Linked DNA regions of Oryctolagus cuniculus: region 1 is linked to region 2. The links are chromatin contacts, called in public Micro-C maps. All regions are on one chromosome and are shown on one strand. The core of a region is the stretch at or near the end of the contact, and the rest is flanking DNA. Distances in the headings are between cores, read along the strand shown.

Region 1 (4,094 bases), core at 1,042-3,541, 140 kb before region 2:
TTTTTACCCTCATGTCCACCTCCCCTCACCTCTGTGGCCTGCAGCACTTGGTCTGGGAAGCCCTTTTCGTGTCGACACAGAATCAGGAGGCAGGGCACCTTTGCCAGGTGGCCCACTCCGGCTGGCGAGTGGCATGCGGCTGGCAGGTCTGGGAATGGCCGAGGGAATCGGCAGGCGACTGGAAGATTTGGCAGCTGCTCCCTGTGGCCGGGGCGGGCGCTGAGAGTTGCTGGTAGCGGGCTGTGGGGCCAGGACCGTTCTGACAGGGGTAGGTTGGCCTGGTGGAGAGGAGGAGAGGAATTTCAGGGTTAGCTCCCCATCCTCCCTCCTCCCACTCACCCCCAGCTTTGCGGCCCAGGAGTTCTCACTTGCTGTCGCTCTCCCACCGGGCCCAGCCTTCCCCCGGATTGGAGGAGTTGATCGGGCAAGAGGAGAAGACGCTGGGCTTTTGGATGCAGGGAACAGATTGCAAGTGGGCGATTCCTGAAACACAAAGAGAGGGGGACAATGACTAGAATGGAGAAGGGATCAGTTCTGTGAGCCCAGGGGCTTCGGGGACAGAGGTTGGGAGCTGTTGAGACCACAGCAAGGAAGGACGGAAGTTAGCTGCTCATGGACACTACAGAGCTGGTACCCGGACACTGTGGCAAGCGCTTTGCTGTGGCATCTGTACCTCCAACAATTCTAGAGGGAGAACTTCCTGCCCCCGAGAGCAGACCACTCGATGCCTGCAGCATGTCACACGCAGTGCCTGCAGGCACACATCCCGCTCAGTCCCCCAAACTCACCCTCTTGAGGCCAGAGGGCCTCTTTCCAGATGCTGCCCGAAGAGCCTTGGTGGAGCCCTTCTTATCGGAGCTCCGGTGTCGAGGCGTCAGGCTGCTGGGGGAGGGTGTGCTCCAAGCCAGAGAGCTCACCGTGGGCAGCAGGTCTCGCACAGGACTGTCCTTCAGCACGAAGGTCTCTCGCCGGGGGCTGGGCTTCACCCGGCGGGACCCCAGGCTCTCGCCCGCGCTCTCGCGCTCCTGCAGGGCACACTGCTCCAGCTGGGCCGCCAGCCTGTTGGCCTCATGGAGGATCTCCTCCAGCTTTTCTGGGCTGAGGGGGCCCAAGCTGAGCCTCACACCCTGGGGCGCAGGGGCCACTGCATTCAGGTCACTTCGGTGGGAAAGGCCCCGTCGGAGTGGTTTCTCTGGAGTTGCCAACGCTGCTATGTCTTCCTCCTCGCGACTGAGACAGAAAACAAGGCACCATGCCCGCACGAAAGAGAGCAGGAGACAGGGACTCTGTGCAATGGAACCTGAACACCCCCCCAACACACACACACACACACCACAGTCCTGAGGTCCATGTTGGCTTCTGGGTGACGAGATACCTGGTTCCCTGAGGTCTAGCAGGGCTTTTACTCTTTACTGACATCACAGATGATGTCAGAACGAAGATGCAGCGAATCTGCTGCCTTTCTTAACATTCTAAAATCAAACTCCAGTTTCTCCCTTCTCAGCTCCTCATGGGTAGCATCAGAGAGGCTGGAGTCAGCCACCCAGCAGCCTAAGTGCACCAAAACTTGCCAACCCAAGCTCCGGGGCCAAGGACTCAGCAGTGAGCAGAGAGATACATAGAGGTGGTGTTGGAGGAAAACAAGTGGGATCAAGAGGCTGGTACCTGTCCGATGGTGACAGCCCTCCAAAGTCCAAGGTCTCATCCACAATAAACTTTACATCTGGAGGCCAAGAAGATTGAACGCCAGCTGAAGGTCCCTGACGGGGCTCTCAATCCCAGGGACTCATCTCCCCCCTCCCGCCCCCCAGGGTTTCCTTACCTTCCTCCAAATTCTCCATGTCTAGCCAGGAGAGCGAGTCAGTTCTGATCTCGGCTGGAGAAAAACCGTACTTTTGCTTAAGCATCCATGCTGCCCAAGGCTCCCGCTAGCCTCAAGGTGCAAGCCAGGGGCAGGGGTCAGGCAGGAGGCAAAGCGAGCGTCCCGGAGTAGCACCTGGGCCTGTATCTCCCCCTCCCTCTGGAAAAGTTGCAGCGAGCTGTGCCCGGAGGCTGTTTGCACGTCCTCTCCTTTTCCCCACCAGTATCTCCTGGGTTCTTCCTCTTCCTAAGCCTCCTTTCCACCCCGCGGCCCCACATCCACGCCACACCTCCAGCCCACCTGTTTCCACTCCCTACCCGACCTCACCATCCACAGAAGAGGCTTTGCTTCCACAACCTTGTCCCGGGAATCGGCTCCTGGGGGCGGGGCTCCTTTCGAATCTCTCAGGCCCCACCCACTCCTGCGGCACGAGCACAGTGATTGGTGGATCATCAGAGGTGGGGCTGAGGCGGCCGGCCGGAAGTCTGCAGGTGGGGGCCGGACCTGGAGCAGGTCCCAGGATGACTCCATCCGGGAGAGCGCGAGCGGGGCGATGGGGCAAGACCGCGAGCGCGTGCGCGCGCGCGTCCGGGAGACCTGGCTTCCACCCCCAGGCGGCGAGCAGAGGGGAACCTGGCCCAGGGGGGCGGGACCTCGTGGCGGCGCGCGAGGGAACGGGCCAATGAGTGTGGGCTCAGCGCGCCGCCGCAGTCGCGCCAGGGCGTTATTGGGCGGCTGTTCCGCCCGCCGCGGCCGCGGTGAGGCAGCTGAAGACTGCTGCTTGTCGGTGGGTCGTTGAGAGCAGCCCTCGGCCAGAGCGAACGCGCTCAGCTTGCGAGCGCCGCGTCTGCCAGGTTTCTTCACGTGTTTTTTTTTTTTTTACAAGTTAAGGAAGTAACTAAACATGGCCATTTTAGGTCGGCTCTTGTTGAGAGGTCTCCCAAGACGTACGTCCTCCATTACGATTTTAAGCAAGAACTTTGGAACCTGAAGCAGGCGAGGTGTGAAGGAAAAATTATGTTTTCTCACAGGGAAACTGAGGTTCGAACTCAACCCTGACGCTTCCGTTTATGAGCGGGGCGGGCTTGGGTGCAAAGCGTCCCGGTTGTCCTGACGGGGACTACGCGCGGCAGGCGGGGCTTGGCCCGCGGCCCGGCAGGGTTAGTCGCAGGCTCCCTCCGACTCCGACTGAGAGCTTGTGTCGGTAACGTGGAAGCCTGCGTACTAGGGATGTTGTCTGTAAATGGGCCGGGTCAGCTGTTAGCGATGCCCTGAGACAGGCTGAGGCCTTACCCCGTCAACAAAGAGCCCGAGCTTTAGTCCCCGGAGTTGGTGACCCGGAGGCGTCTGTGTTTCCTGTAGTGTTTAGCAGCAGGAGTGAGCTGGTGACTGTCAGAAATGCCACCGGGAGCCAAGGAGCCTTGGATCTTAGTGGGGTGTTAAAGGAAGGTGCAAATATATGTGAGGAATCCCAGCGGGGGGAAGAGGATTGGTGTTGGCTGCACGATTCGGGTTCTAAGTGATGTAGGCAGCCACATAGGATCAAATCAGGTTCCTAAACTGGAGACCACACCTTCACCAAGCCCCTGTGTGATCTCATGCCCCCTTAGGTGACCTCGCCTGGACACCTACCTGCCGATCAGACGATGTAACCACTCCCCCCTTTGGGAGCAAATAAATGGGCCTGGAACACAGTGGGCTCACTCTTGCTCCACACGCCTTTGGGGCGTGGGGCCTACTGGCTTGCTGTCTGCCTTGCTTTGCTGCTGTGTTAAGCTACCTGTGGCTGCTCATAACTATACGCTTGCTCCATGTGGCTTGCTCCTGGCCTGCTCTCTGCTTGGTATGGACCCAACTTAGCTTCTTTCTCCCCTAAATAAAGCCCTCACTCTTTTGCGCGTTTCTCTCACTGAATAAAATCCTTAAAAACTTACCATGTTAAAAAAAAAAAAAAAAACTTACCATGTTTGGTCTATTTGAGCCAGTATTTAGAATTATTCTCTGAATATGTGGCAAGAGCCCACAGGCTTATGAATATAGAAAATTATTAGTGAGCCGTCCGATATCATAAGGAGGGTGAGAAAACCAGAGCTAGAAGCTTCCCTGTGTCCAGGCGAGTAGTAGCAAAGTGGAGAGGAGGTTGCAAGAGGCTTCCTTCCCTTAGTAGCAGACCGGAGTAGGGAACTCCTCTTTGCACCCAGTCAGGTGACCGGGGAAGTAAGTTTTAGCAAAT
Region 2 (3,858 bases), core at 1,283-3,782:
AAGCTTTTCCAAGAACTATACACCCCTGTGAACCATACTACAAATCCACTGGGTAGTCTCCGTGTGCTTTTTCACATTTTTTCTTATAAAAAGGGGGGGGGGGAGCAGTCGTACTCAACGCTAAAAGGTGTATGGGTAAGGGGGTGACCCCCGCCTCCGGATTAAAGGTCGGAGTCCCGGACCCCGGCTTCCTTTCCTAACACAGACCGGGGCTTCTCACTTCCGCACCAAGATACGACCGAGCAGTGACTCAGCGGCAGGACAAGTGGGGCCGATTTACCCAAATCTAGCTTGAGCAGTAACCGCGAGCGCAAGGGGAGGACAAGAGATCCCGCCCGGCCAGACCCGGGTTCCCGGGGCGCCCCATGACACGGCAGAACCCAGGCCGCGGCCGGGCCCCGGGCCTGCCCACCCATAACCCCGTCCCAGCTTCCCCCCACCGCACGGACCTGTCGTACTCAGACCGGGTGAGGAACATGGTGAGGGCAGAACTAGGCGGCAGCGGCGATGTGGGAAACCGGAGGAACCACGGGACTTCACCGGGATCCAACTCACCCACACCGCCACTTAACCCAGGAACCTGCTTCCAACTGCGCGTGCGCCCGCGACCTCTTTAGCCCGCCCTCCTAGGCTTGCTTTCTATTGGCTGGCCATAGTTCCCGTCGAGGCGATTGGGCCAACGCGCCTCCCGCCAGGCCTCGCTCAGCCTAACGGAGGCGGGACAAAGAGCATTCTTCCGCTTTAAACTGCCGGCGGTTGCTAGGGGCGCCGGGAGTTTGAGGCGTGTGTGGGGAGTTCTCCATTTAGCGGTGTGAGCCGGCGCCAGGATGGGCAGCTAGGAGGGATTGTACCGAAGGCCGTGCTATCTGAACCTTGATTTGATAGGTCTCTCGCCGGCTTGCTTAATCTCCGCCCGGAGACGTTGGTCCGGTTTCCAACACGCGCTGCGCTCGCCCGTCTCTGCGGAGTTCCGGGTTGCTTGAGGTCTGGCGCGGTCTATCCGGTGCTCTAGCGAGGGCTGCAAATTTTGAGCGGTGATGGGTGCACTACGGTGGGTCTGAGCCGGCGCCGTGGGCGAGTCCAGCCTGGCTCATTTATTGAGAAAAGTTGGTGGGTTTTAACCAGTAAGAAAGTCTTCCAGTTTCCGCAAGTTGAGGTAATTTTGCCAGCTCGTTGTTGGACCCTCCCTGCGCCCGCCCCCAGTCCAGATTTCAGACTGATGAGCTCAGGATCCCAGATTCAGATCGTTCGCCGTTTTTCTGTTCTTAATGAAGAATGCGTGCTTTCCTTTTCGGTGCTTCTTGCCTCCCTTTCCCAAGGGCGGAAGAGCAACTTCGTAGCTTCATAGAAACATTCTGAGTAACTTGTCTAAGACAGGAAGTTAAGAAATCACGGCCGGGGATAAGGTGTTGAGAGGATCGAAAAAAGGAAAGTTGGAGATCTATTATACAGCAGGGTGACGCTAGTGAATAATGTATATTTGAAAGTTGCCAAGAAAGTAGATCTCAAACGTTCTCTCTCACACACACAAGTATGTGAGATGATGGATACAGTAATTGATCTAATCATGCACAAAGTGTATCTGGGGCAAAACATCACGGAGGAAGCGGGGGCTGGCGCTGGCTTAGCTGTTGTGTCCCGGCTGCTCCACTTCCGATCCAACCCCCTGCTAATGGCTTGGAGAAAGCGAAAAATGACCCAAGTGTCTGGGAGCCTATCGCCCATGTGGGAGACTTGGAAGAAGCTTCTGGTTCCTGGTTGCAGCCATCTGGGGAATGAGCCAGCATATGGAAGATCTCTCAGTATATGAGATATGAAAGAGCATATTTCTTTCAAATAAATTTTAAAAATTAAAAAAAGAAAATCAGGAGGAGAGGTTGGGCATTTGGCCCAGTGCTTGAGACACAGGCTGTGATACCCCCATGTCCGACTCTGCTTCCATTACAGCTTCCTGCTAATGTAGCCTGGCAGGCAGCAGGTGGTGACTCATGTGCTTGGATCCTGGCTCCTAGCTTTGGCCTGGCCCAGCCCCATTCATTGCAGGCATTTGGGGAATAAGCCAATGGATGAGAGCTCGCTCTCTCTCTCTCTGCCTCAAATAAATATATTGAAATTTTAAGATGTCTAATTTTTTAGAACTTGCATTTATACCATAACTATAAACAATTTTTGTCAGTTATACCTTAGTAAATCAAGGAGGAAGTCATTTATGGGGCAGTTATGCCTGAAAGGGAAATGCCATGGCTATTAATAATATATCACTGGTCATCCCTTAACCTCTCCAGGTCTGTAGCTCAATAAAGTTCATACTTGTTCCTACACTAGTTTTTTAAGTTACTGAAGCATTTTGGTGGTAGAGGAAATATAGAAATAGGCCTTTGGGGCATTAATATCTGTTTTCCCTCCCATTTATTTCCTGGCTTCCTTCATGAATTCAACAGGAATTTGGTTTTGTGATCAATGGCCAATCAGATGTTTGGCATTTAAAAAGTTTGGGGAAATTCCAAGCAGCAATCCTCAGGAGTCAGATTTGTGGGGGGGGGGGGGGGGAAAGAAGAAGGTAACAGCTTCCTTGTAAGCTTGTCAATTTTTGTGGAAAAGTTGGTCATAAATTCCCTCAGGACCCTTCTCAGTATAAAGAGTGGAATCCAGACTATAGCAAAGAAATGTATTTACTGCAAGAAAGCAAACAAACATCTCACACCGAGGGGCCTCAGGGCTGGGAGTCAGTTGTAGTGTGACCCATCTTTTAAGTCTCTGTAAACACTTCATCTTTCTCCCCCTTGGACAAGACCCTTCCATACCGTGGAGCAACAAATTGACTCCCCCGCCTCTGCACATGTGCTTTTTAAGCCCCATCTGATTGGCTCCCCCATGTATATCCACGAGGGCGGGAGGGGCTATAAATGGGCACTCTAGCTTTAACTAAGTGGGCATTTTGTGCCCTTCCTTGTTCCAATTTTTTTCTCTTTCCACTTCCCCTCGGTGATCTGCTTCCTTGGCCTGTCCCCACTTGAGGGCTTTGTGACCCTTCATCTCCCCTGTCTGAGGACCCTCCAACTGCTCTTAGGGAAGGGGTTGATGACCACTCTAGCTGCGTCAAGCTGAACAGGGGAGATGTTATGGAGCATGGCGGTGGTGGGGTGGGGGAGTTTGTCCTACTGAGGTGGTCGATCCAGCAGCCTGGAGAGCCAGGGAGAGCCATCTGGGGCTCTATTTGGGTCTGCATCTTGATGGCATTTAATTTGTTGGAGATATGTTGAACTAAAAGAAAGGTGCGAAGAAGGATCACCAACACCAAGATGGAGAGGAAGGGGCTTAGATTTTGCATCCATTCTTGGAGGATTTTTGAGGAATCCCAATCAAGTTTCTTGGTTAAGGTTATTATTGAGGTTTTTGTAGACTGTGATTAATTCTTTTAGCTTTGCGGGGTTGTCTGCCACCTTTTGAGAAGTATTTACCCAAAAGCAGCAAGTTTCCTTAAGCATGGCACAGGTGTCTCCCAACTCTGCCATAAGAAGGTATAGTGCCCCTTGATTTTGTAGCACTCCACTAGGGAGTTTAGGCTTTCTTGTTGGACTAGCCAGGGAGAGGTTGAAGATGGAGGCATGAGCTGCCTGAATTCACATTGGCCAAAAGAGGTCCCTAAATTTCCAATCCAGGGGCCCACCCATTCAAGGATGGGATTGTCTGTCCTTAATGTGCCAAAGGACTGGGACTGGCGTGTGGCTCATCTGGTTAATCCTCAGTCTACGGCGCTGGCATCCCATATGGGTGCTGGTTCTAGTCCTTGTTGCTCCTCTTCCAGTCCAGCTCTCTGCTGTGGCCTGGGAAGGCAGTGGAGGATGGCCCAAGTGT

The links. Hi-C and Micro-C count contacts between places; a contact is called where the count stands out from the background.
Region 1: a Micro-C map of ear pinna shows a contact between it and region 2, with 2.7 times the contacts expected there. The contact joins the promoter of PSRC1 here to the promoter of PSMA5 in region 2. A contact is called at or near these places in 2 of 6 Hi-C or Micro-C datasets (ear pinna and psoas muscle).

The regions. Positions count from the first base shown.
Region 1 is chr7:61,146,041-61,150,134 of mOryCun1.1, reverse strand. It overlaps PSRC1 (proline and serine rich coiled-coil 1), which reads right to left and starts at 2,291. Exons shown (of 8, transcript XM_008264750.4): 1 at 2,189-2,291; 2 at 1,823-1,876; 3 at 1,666-1,723; 4 at 789-1,230; 5 at 369-483; 6 at 30-278. The coding sequence starts at 1,841. LOC127493414 (a long non-coding RNA gene) reads left to right here and starts at 2,724. Exons shown (of 3, transcript XR_007923513.2): 1 at 2,724-2,862.
Region 2 is chr7:61,001,960-61,005,817 of mOryCun1.1, reverse strand. PSMA5 (proteasome 20S subunit alpha 5) reads right to left here and starts at 2,532. Exons shown (of 9, transcript XM_002715806.5): 1 at 450-2,532. The coding sequence starts at 478.